Linked DNA regions of Macaca mulatta: region 1 is linked to region 2. Evidence: chromatin contacts called from public Hi-C data. All regions are on one chromosome and are shown on one strand. The core of a region is the stretch at or near the end of the contact, and the rest is flanking DNA. Distances in the headings are between cores, read along the strand shown. Region 1 holds the start of SPAG4 (sperm associated antigen 4). Region 2 holds the start of ERGIC3 (ERGIC and golgi 3).

Region 1 (4,611 bases), core at 1,847-4,346, 80 kb after region 2:
GTGTTTCAAAATGCATTGGTTTTTTTTTTCTTTTCTTTTTTTGGTCTCACTCTCTGGCCCAGGCTGGAGTGCAGTGGCGTGGTCTCGGCTCACTGCAACCTCTGCCTTCTGGGATCAAGCGATTCTCCTGCCTCAGCCTCCCAAGTAGCTGGGACTACAGGCACGGGCCACCACAGGTGTCCACTACCACAGCCGGCTAATTTTTTGTATTTTTAGTAGAGATGGGGTTTCACCATGTTGGTCAGGTTGGTCTCAAACTCCTCACATCAGGTGATTCGCCCACCTCAACCTCTCAAAGTGCTGGGATTTCAGGTGTGAGCCACCAAGCCTGGCCCCAAAATGTGGTCTTTAATTAGGATCACAAATGTGGTTGTTAAAAATGCACACTCTGGCCAGGCACAGTGGCTCATATCTGTAATCCCAGCACTTTGGGAGGCCGAGATGGGCGGATCACCTGAGGTCAGGAGTTCGAGACCACCCTAGCCAACATAGTGCAACCCCGTGTCTACTAAAAATACAAAAAAAAAAAAAAAAAAAAAAAAAAAAAAGCCAGGCGTGGTGGCACATGACTGTAATCCCAACCATTTGGGAGGCTAAGGCAGGAGAATTGCTTGAACCCAGGAGGCAGAGCTTGCAGTGAGCTGAGGTCGTACCATTGTACTCCAACCTGGCCACAGAGCAAGACTCTGTCTAAAAAATAAACAAAAACAAAACAAAAAAGCATTCCTGGGTCAACTCAGAAATTCTGCAGTATCTGCAGTAGAATCACAAGGTTTGCCTGGGAAGCTGAATTTCTATAAGCTGCACTGATATTCTGTTACATAGCAAGAGTTTGGGGACCTCTAGTCTTCTGGCTGTGACCATCTGATTCCTCATTCTTTCCTCCATGGCTCAGGTGTGCAGCCTGAGTGTGGGTATGATGATTGGTGGGTGCTGAATTCTCAACCCACAGACCCCTGGGAAATATGGGTCTGGGGGAGGGACCCACAGATCCTGAATAAGCTCTCTGACCTGATGTCTAGGATGAGAGGAGGGGACTGAAGGGCTTGCAGAGCAAAGGGGACTAAGCATTTAGAAGTGCCCTAAGTGATGCCCTGCTCCTTCTTAACATTCATTATTTGCGAATATTTGAGCACCTACTACATGCTAGGCTTATCTAGGTGTTGGAGGATACAGTAGTGAATGAAAATCTGTGCCCGCGTTAAGTTTATGTTCTAGTGGACATGGTAGGCAATAAGGAAATAAATAAATGGGCCGGGCAAGGTGGCTCACATCTATAATCCCAGCACTTTGGGAGGCAGAAGTGAGTGGATCACTTGAGCTCAGGAGTTAAAGACCAGCCTAGGCAACATAGTGAGACCCCGTCTCTACAAAAAATACAAAAATTAGCTGGGTGTGGTGGCAGGCCCCTGTAGTCCCAGCTACTCGGGAGGATTGCTTGAGCCCGGGAGATGGAGGTTGCAGTGAGCTGAGATCCTGCCACCGCACTCCAGCCTGGGCAACAGAGTGAGACCTCATCTCAAAAAAGAAAGATAGAAATGAAATATATAGCATGTTAGTGATACGTGCTGAGGAGAAAAACAAAACAGAGATGGGGGATAGAAACTGTTATTCGTTAAGTGCAATTTTAGATGGGGTTTTCTAGGAAGTGCTGTGACGTCATCGCTTGCTTTAAAAGCGGCCAGGCGCGGTGGCTGACTCCTGTAATCCTAGCACTTTGGGAGCCCCAGGCAGGCAGATCACCTGAGGTCAGGAGTTCGAGACCAGTCTGGCCAACATGGTAAAACGCTGTCTCTACAAAAATACAAAAATTAGCTGGGCATGATGGCGGGTGTCTGTAATCCCAGCTACTCAGGAGGCTGAGGCAGGAGAATCGCTTGAACCTGTGAGGCGGAGGTTGCACTGAGATGAGACTGCACTACTGCACTCCAGCCTGGGTGACAGACCAGGACTCTGTCTCAAAAAAAAAAAAATAAAATAAAATAAAATAAAAAATAAGCCTGGGCGCGGTGGCTCATGCCTGTAATCCCAGGAGCCGAGAGGGGCGAGGCAGGCGGATCACCTGAGATCGGGAGTTCAAGACCAGCTTGACTAACATGGAGAAACCCCGTTTCTACTAAAAATACAAAATTAGCCAGGAGTGGTGGTGCATGCCTGTAATCCCAGCTACTCAGGAGGCTGAGGCAGGAGAATCGCTTGAACCCGGGAGGCGGAGGTTGCAGTGGACCAAGATCGTGCCATTGCACTCCAGCCTGGGCAACAGAGTGAGACTCCATCTCAAAAAAAAAAGAAAGAAAAGAGAAAGGAAGGAAGGAAAGAAACAGAGTGAGACTCCATCTCAAAAAAAAAAGAAAAAGAAAAGAAAGAGAAAGAAAGAAAAGAAAGAGAAAGAAAGAAAAGAGAAAGAAAGAAAGAAAGAAAGAAAGAAAGAAAGAAAGAAAGAAAGAAAGAGAGAGAAAGAATCTGTTGTTTTTTTTTTTTTTTTTGAGACGGAGTCTCGCTCTGTCGCCCAGGCTGGAGTGCAGTGGCCGGATCTCAGCTCACTGCAAGCTCCGCCTCCCGGGTTCACGCCATTCTCCGGCCTCAGCCTCCCGAGTAGCTGGGACTACAGGCGCCCGCCACCTCGCCCGGCTAGTTTTTTGTATTTCTTAATAGAGACGGGGTTTCACCGTGTTAGCCAGGATGGTTTCGATCTCCTGACCTCGTGATCCGCCCGTCTCGGCCTCCCAAAGTGCTGGGATTACAGGCTTGAGCCACCGCGCCCGGCCAAGAATCTGTTATACACTGAGTGCCATTTTAGATGGGGTTTTCTGGGAAGTGCTGTGACATCATTGCTTTAAAAGAGGCCGGGCGCGGTGGCTGACGCCTGTACTCCCAGCGCTTTGGGAGGCCGAGGCAGGAGGATCGCTTGAGCTTGGGAGTTCGAAGTTACAATGAGCTATATCAAGCCACTGCACTCCAGCCTGGGCAATGAGAAAGACCCTGTCTCTTAACAACAACAACAAAGTCAGAAGGAGAGGCTGCCATGGCTACGGCTCCCGGTGACGTCACGGCCAGTTCCGTGACGCGCGGCCAGGGCGGCCCGTGGAGACCGAGGCTCCTCTGTGACGTCAGCAGCCGGCCGGGACACAGCGGGAGGGCAGGTGCGGCCGCGGGGCCTGCAGACTTCAAGCAGGGTCCGTGTGGTCCCCGCGGCGCGCAGCGGCTGAAGGAGGCCCCAGGGCCTTGGCGACCGCGGCGGCGGCTTTAGCGTCCGTGACTGGGCAGCAGGGGGTCAGGATGCGGCGAAGCTCCCGCCCGGGCTCGGCCTCGTCCTCGCGCAAGCACACACCCAACTTTTTCAGCGAGAACAGCTCAGTGAGCATCACCTCGGAGGACAGCAACGGGCTCCGGTCAGCGGGGCCGGGGCCTGGGGACCCCGAGGGCAGAGGAGCCCGGGGCCCGAGCTGCGGTGAGCCCGCCTTGAGCGCGGGAGTGCCCGGAGGAACCACATGGGCAGGAAGCTCTCGGCAGAAGCCTGCGCCTCGGAGCCACAACTGGCAGACAGCCTGTGGCGCGGCAACCGTGAGGGGCGGGGCCTCGGGTGCGGGCGGGGTCGACCCCGGGTGAGCCGATGGAGGGGGCGGGGCCTAAAGGGTGGTGCCGGGCGGGAATGGGACTAAGATGATATCTGGGCACCTCCTACAAGGTGGGTTCTGTAGGGTAAAGGGGAGGTGCTAAATGAGATCCCTTAAGGGGCGGAGCCTCGGTGTCCTCAATGGTTATTGGAAGGGGCGGGTAAAATCTTGTGGTTGGGCGCCACTGAGAAGGTGCGGCCTCAGTGTTAGCGTGAGTGGCTCCCAGGACAATCGGGCTCCACCAAGACCTAAGGCTGGGGAGGGGTCATCCTTTTGGGGGTGGGACCAACTCCGTTTTTTTTTTGAAACGGAGTTTCCCTCTTGTTGCCCAGGCTGGAGTGCAATGGCACGATCTCAGCTCACCGCAACCTCCGCCTCCCGGGTTCAAACGATTCTCCCGCCTCAGCCTCCCGAGTAGCTGGGATTACAGGCATGCGCCTCCACGCCCGGCTAATTTTTGTGTTTTTAGTAAAGACGGTATTTCTCCGTGTTAGTCAGGCTGGCCTCGAACTCCCGACCTCAGGTGATCCGCCCGCCTCGGCCTCCCAAAGCGCTGGGATTACAGGCGTGAGCCACCAAGCGCGGCCAGGAGACCAACTCTTTTTTTTTTTTTTTTGAGATGGAGTCTTGCTCTGTGTCCCAGGCTGGAGTGCAGTGGCGTGATCTCTGCTCACTGCAAGCTCCGCCTCCCGGGTTCACGCCATTCTGCCTCAGCCTTCCGAGTAGCTAGGACTGCAGGCGCCCGCCACCTCGCCTGGCTAGTTTTTTCGTATTTTTAGTAGAGACGGGGTTTCACCGTGTTAGCCAGGATGGTCTCGATCTCCTGACCTCGTGATCTGCCCGCCTCGGCCTCCCAAAGTGCTGGGATTACAGGCGTGAGCCACCGCGCCCCGCCCAGGAGACCAAGTCTTGACGGAGCCTCCCTGAGGGGCGGGGCTTCAGAGGGCGGAGCGGGAGCCGGGATAGGGCTGCGGTGGGACCAAAGCCTTTGAGA
Region 2 (4,069 bases), core at 523-3,022:
ACACGCCAAGAACCTGGACAACTCTATCCTGGTAACAACTGCAGGTAACCTGGTAACAACGGCAGTTTCAAACTCTTTGGGTTCAAGCCATCCTTCTGCCTCAGCCTCCCAGGTAACTGAGACTATCGACGCATGCCACCACACCTGGCTAATTTTTTTATTTTTATTTTTGGAGACAGATCTCACTCTGTTGCCCAGGCTGGAATGCAGTGGCAGGATCTCGGCTCACTGCAACCTCCGCCTCCCAGGTTCAAGCGATTCTCCTGCCTCAGACTCTCGAGTAGCTGGGTTTACAGGAGCACACCACCACGCCCGACTAATTTTTGTATTTTTAGTAGAGAGGGGGTTTCACCATGTTGGCCAGGCTGGTCTCGAACTCCTGACCTCATGTGATCCTCCTCGGCCTCCCAACGTGCTGTTATTACAGGTGTGATCCATTGTGCCCAGCCTAATTTTTAAATTAAAAAATGGAATGATAGAATGCACATTACTTTGCATCTTTTCCCCCTTAAAAATATTCTTAGTATACCTAAAGAAGTAAATCTACTTCATTATTTTGAAATGTGGCCTAATAGTCCACAGAATGGGTGTACCATGATTTATTCAGTTTATTTAATGTATCAATGGGCATTCTGGCTGGTTCCAGATTTTTGCTATTGAACAATCTGAGGCATACAACTTCATGACGTGGTGCACTTAAAATCGTTAAGAGACAGATTCAGTATCCTAAGGTGTAACAACCACCCAGATCATGGTACTTTTATCCTTATTTTTATTAAAAATTTTTTTCTATTAATCTTGGATAGCTGCTTATGTTTTCTTTTTTAAATTTTTTCTATTAACCTTGACATGGTGCTTTTACTTCCTAAAGTGGAATTCCTGTATGAAAGCCTATGAGCTTTTATATCTTACTCATTGCAGCTGCATTACTGTGGGAGCTGTCCCGCTAGAGACACTGGGCTGCAATGGGAATTGTCAGGGACAGCTTAAGCTCCACATCACTTGAGTCTAAACCTGGAGTGGCAGAGCGTGTCCGTGAGGATCCCAGGGCCTGGAGAGCAATTTAGGGTAATATTCAGAAAGCAGCGCTCAGGAGAAGCACTGGGATGCTCTTTAGGTAAAATCACCCCAGAAGACCCTGGTTCCCAGAGTACTCTGAGGTCCGGAAGAACTGGGCTGGAAGCAGGTCCTGCTATTAATTGGCTGTGATCTTGGGCAAGTTAATTAACTTCTCCAGGTCACAGTTTGCTCTTTGGAAAACGGAGATAAGTCACACCTGCTTTCAGAGCGGACATCCTTACTTTACATCGGAATCACCCGGGTGCCATTCCTAGCGTTTCGGCTTCAGTAGGTGGGAATCAATTATTTGTATTTCTAATAGGTAATCAGTTGATAATGATGCGGCCGGACCGGTACACTCGAAAAACTACTGTTCCAGTATATTTCAAGATGTTCCAAGAGTCTTAAACACTTGGCGCAGTTCCGAGCACAAGGCACACGAACGGTGCTATTAGCGTTTCTAACCCCGCAGAGAACTCCTCGCACCCCGGTCCTCAGAAGACCCACCCCGGACAGCGGAGGCCCGGGCAGTAGCGTCCAGACCCAATTGCCCGCGCAAGGGGGCGTGACAGCATTGGTGGGCGGGGCCGCCGGTAAGAGAACGCGGCTAAAGGTGGGGCCAAGGGTGCGGCTTGCTGCGCCTGCGTGAGGAAAAAGAGGGGGCGTGGCTCCAGGCCGGAAGAGGGAATCTGTAGGGGCGGGCCGGCTGGCGTCCCCTTTCCGGCCGGTCCCCATGGAGGCGCTGGGGAAGCTGAAGCAGTTCGATGCCTACCCCAAGACTTTGGAGGACTTCCGGGTCAAGACCTGCGGGGGCGCCACGGGTAGGCCGCGGCGAGGCCGGGGTCGCGGGGAGGGGGGCGTCCTAGAGCTTGACCCGGGCTCCTGGACTCTGACTGGCCTGCCGGTGTCTAAGGGAGTGGATTCGAGGCCATTCTGACCCTCGCCCCTTGTCCTGCAGTGACCATTGTCAGTGGCCTTCTCATGCTGCTACTGTTCCTGTCCGAGCTGCAGTATTACCTCACCACGGAGGTAAGGGGCGGGGCTTAGTGCGTGGGCGGGGCTTGGCATTCTAAGGATAGGACCTTTAGGGGTGGGAGTGGGGAAGGAGAGGTTTGGGGCCAAGTCTTACTGAGGCATCGCTGCCCCAGGTGCATCCTGAGCTCTACGTGGACAAGTCGCGGGGAGATAAACTGAAGATCAACATTGATGTACTTTTTCCGCACATGCCTTGTGCCTGTGAGTACCTCACCATGGATGGAAGTGGAGAGACCCAGGGTTCTCATGTGGGCTGCCAGATTCACACCTCTACCCTTAGGTTCTGGACTGGACCCCAGGACAACCTCCTTCTCCTAATCCCGTTCTGCCCCAGGACAGGCCCAGTATCCCCTTCCCCTCCAAAACCCACATCCCCTTGTCCCTAGGGTCCCAGTACCTTAGCCTGACTTTACTGCTTCCAGATCTGAGTATTGATGCCATGGATGTGGCTGGGGAACAGCAGCTGGATGTGGAACACAACCTGTTCAAGCAACGACTAGACAAAGATGGCATCCCCGTGAGCTCAGAGGCTGAGCGGCATGGTAACCAGGGGAAGGGGCTGGGTCTCAGATCCCAAAGCTGGACGTTCCCAAGCCTACATGCTGGCAAGTGGACTGTGGCAGGCATAGTGATATATTAAACAACTAAGACCTAGAGAAGTCAAGTGACTTGCCTAGGGTCCCCCAGCTTAGTAAGAGTCAGAGTGAGCTAAAATCCTCTATACATACTGAGTCGGGTAATCTACCTGACTGCTATTCTCAGAGGTCCTCAATACCTGCACATGGTAGTTTGAATACGAGAGGTTTGAAGATAGGTCTTATGTGCTCTTACCTTGGTAGAACTGTCTAGATGGACCCAGGCTTCTCTTGAGTGTTTGCTTTCCCAGCCCATCGGCTGAATTCAGCCCTTAATGTCCTTCCCCTTTGGAATGCAGGCGGTTTAAGATTAGAATTGAGGTTCTCAAGTCACATTGCCTGGGTTCACATCTAACTTTGTCTCCTGCAGTCTGTGAGCTTCAGCTAGAAAGTGGTGATAAAACAGTAGTACCAACCACATGGAATTGTAAGACCAAATGAAGTAATATGTGTAAAATGCCTGGTTACAGAGTGGGGACCCACTTTTACCTTCCTTTCCTGCCTCCGTTAACTCAGTTTCCCACCACAGCAAAACCGTCCTCAAAGCTGGGATTTCTAACACCTTAGAGATTACTCTGGTGGGGAGTTTTATCATTTGTTGTTTCAGCAGATAAATACAGGACACCAGTGCAACCAACATAATTTGCTATAGGATTGGATATGGAGTGTAAGAGAGCAAAGTCATGGTTGTAGATTCCAACGCTTTCAGCCTGAGCAAATGAATGACTTGAGATGGAGATGACTGGAGGAGAAGGTTTTTTTGGTGGGAGGGGGGAGTGGCTATTAGATATCCACTACTGTATAACAAAGTACTCCAAAAGTTAGTAGTTTGATACAATAAAAATTTGTTTTTTCGGTTTCCCTGGGTCAGGAATTTAGGAGTGGCTTGTTTGGGTGATTTGGGTTTAGGGTATCTCCTGAGGTTGCAGTCATCTAAGGATTGATGGGGAACTGCAGGATCTACTTTATCTATCTATCTGTCTCGAGACAGAGTCTCACTCTGTCACCCAGGCTGGAGTGCAGTGGCACGATCTTGGCTCACTGCAACTTCTGCCTCCCAGGTTCCAGTGATTCTCCTGCCTCAGCCTCCTGAGTATTTGGGATAACCGGCGTGTGCCACCACGCCCAGCTAATTTTTTGTATTTTCAGTAGAGATGGGGTTGCACCTTGTTAGGCAGGGGTCTTGATCTCTTGACCTCGTGATCTGTCCGCCTCAGCTTCCCAAAGTGTTGGGATTACAGGCGTGAGCCATCGCGCCTGGCCTACTTATTTGTTGTTTAAATTTATTTTTTTTCTGTCAAGCTGTTCTTTATTTCAGAGAGAGGGCGGGGCAGGGGGCT

Evidence for each region. Hi-C and Micro-C count contacts between places; a contact is called where the count stands out from the background.
Region 1: a contact with region 2 is called in a Hi-C map of CD4 T cells, with 2.5 times the contacts expected there. The contact joins the promoter of SPAG4 here to the promoter of ERGIC3 in region 2. A contact is called at or near these places in 2 of 14 Hi-C or Micro-C datasets (CD4 T cells and blood).

What each region holds. Positions count from the first base shown.
Region 1 is chr10:88,433,367-88,437,977 of T2T-MMU8v2.0, forward strand. SPAG4 (sperm associated antigen 4) reads left to right here and starts at 3,097. Exons shown (of 12, transcript XM_015149113.3): 1 at 3,097-3,564. The coding sequence starts at 3,492.
Region 2 is chr10:88,354,401-88,358,469 of T2T-MMU8v2.0, forward strand. It overlaps ERGIC3 (ERGIC and golgi 3), which reads left to right and starts at 1,773. Exons shown (of 12, transcript XR_013399864.1): 1 at 1,773-1,880; 2 at 2,018-2,088; 3 at 2,208-2,295; 4 at 2,517-2,636. It also overlaps the pseudogene LOC704849.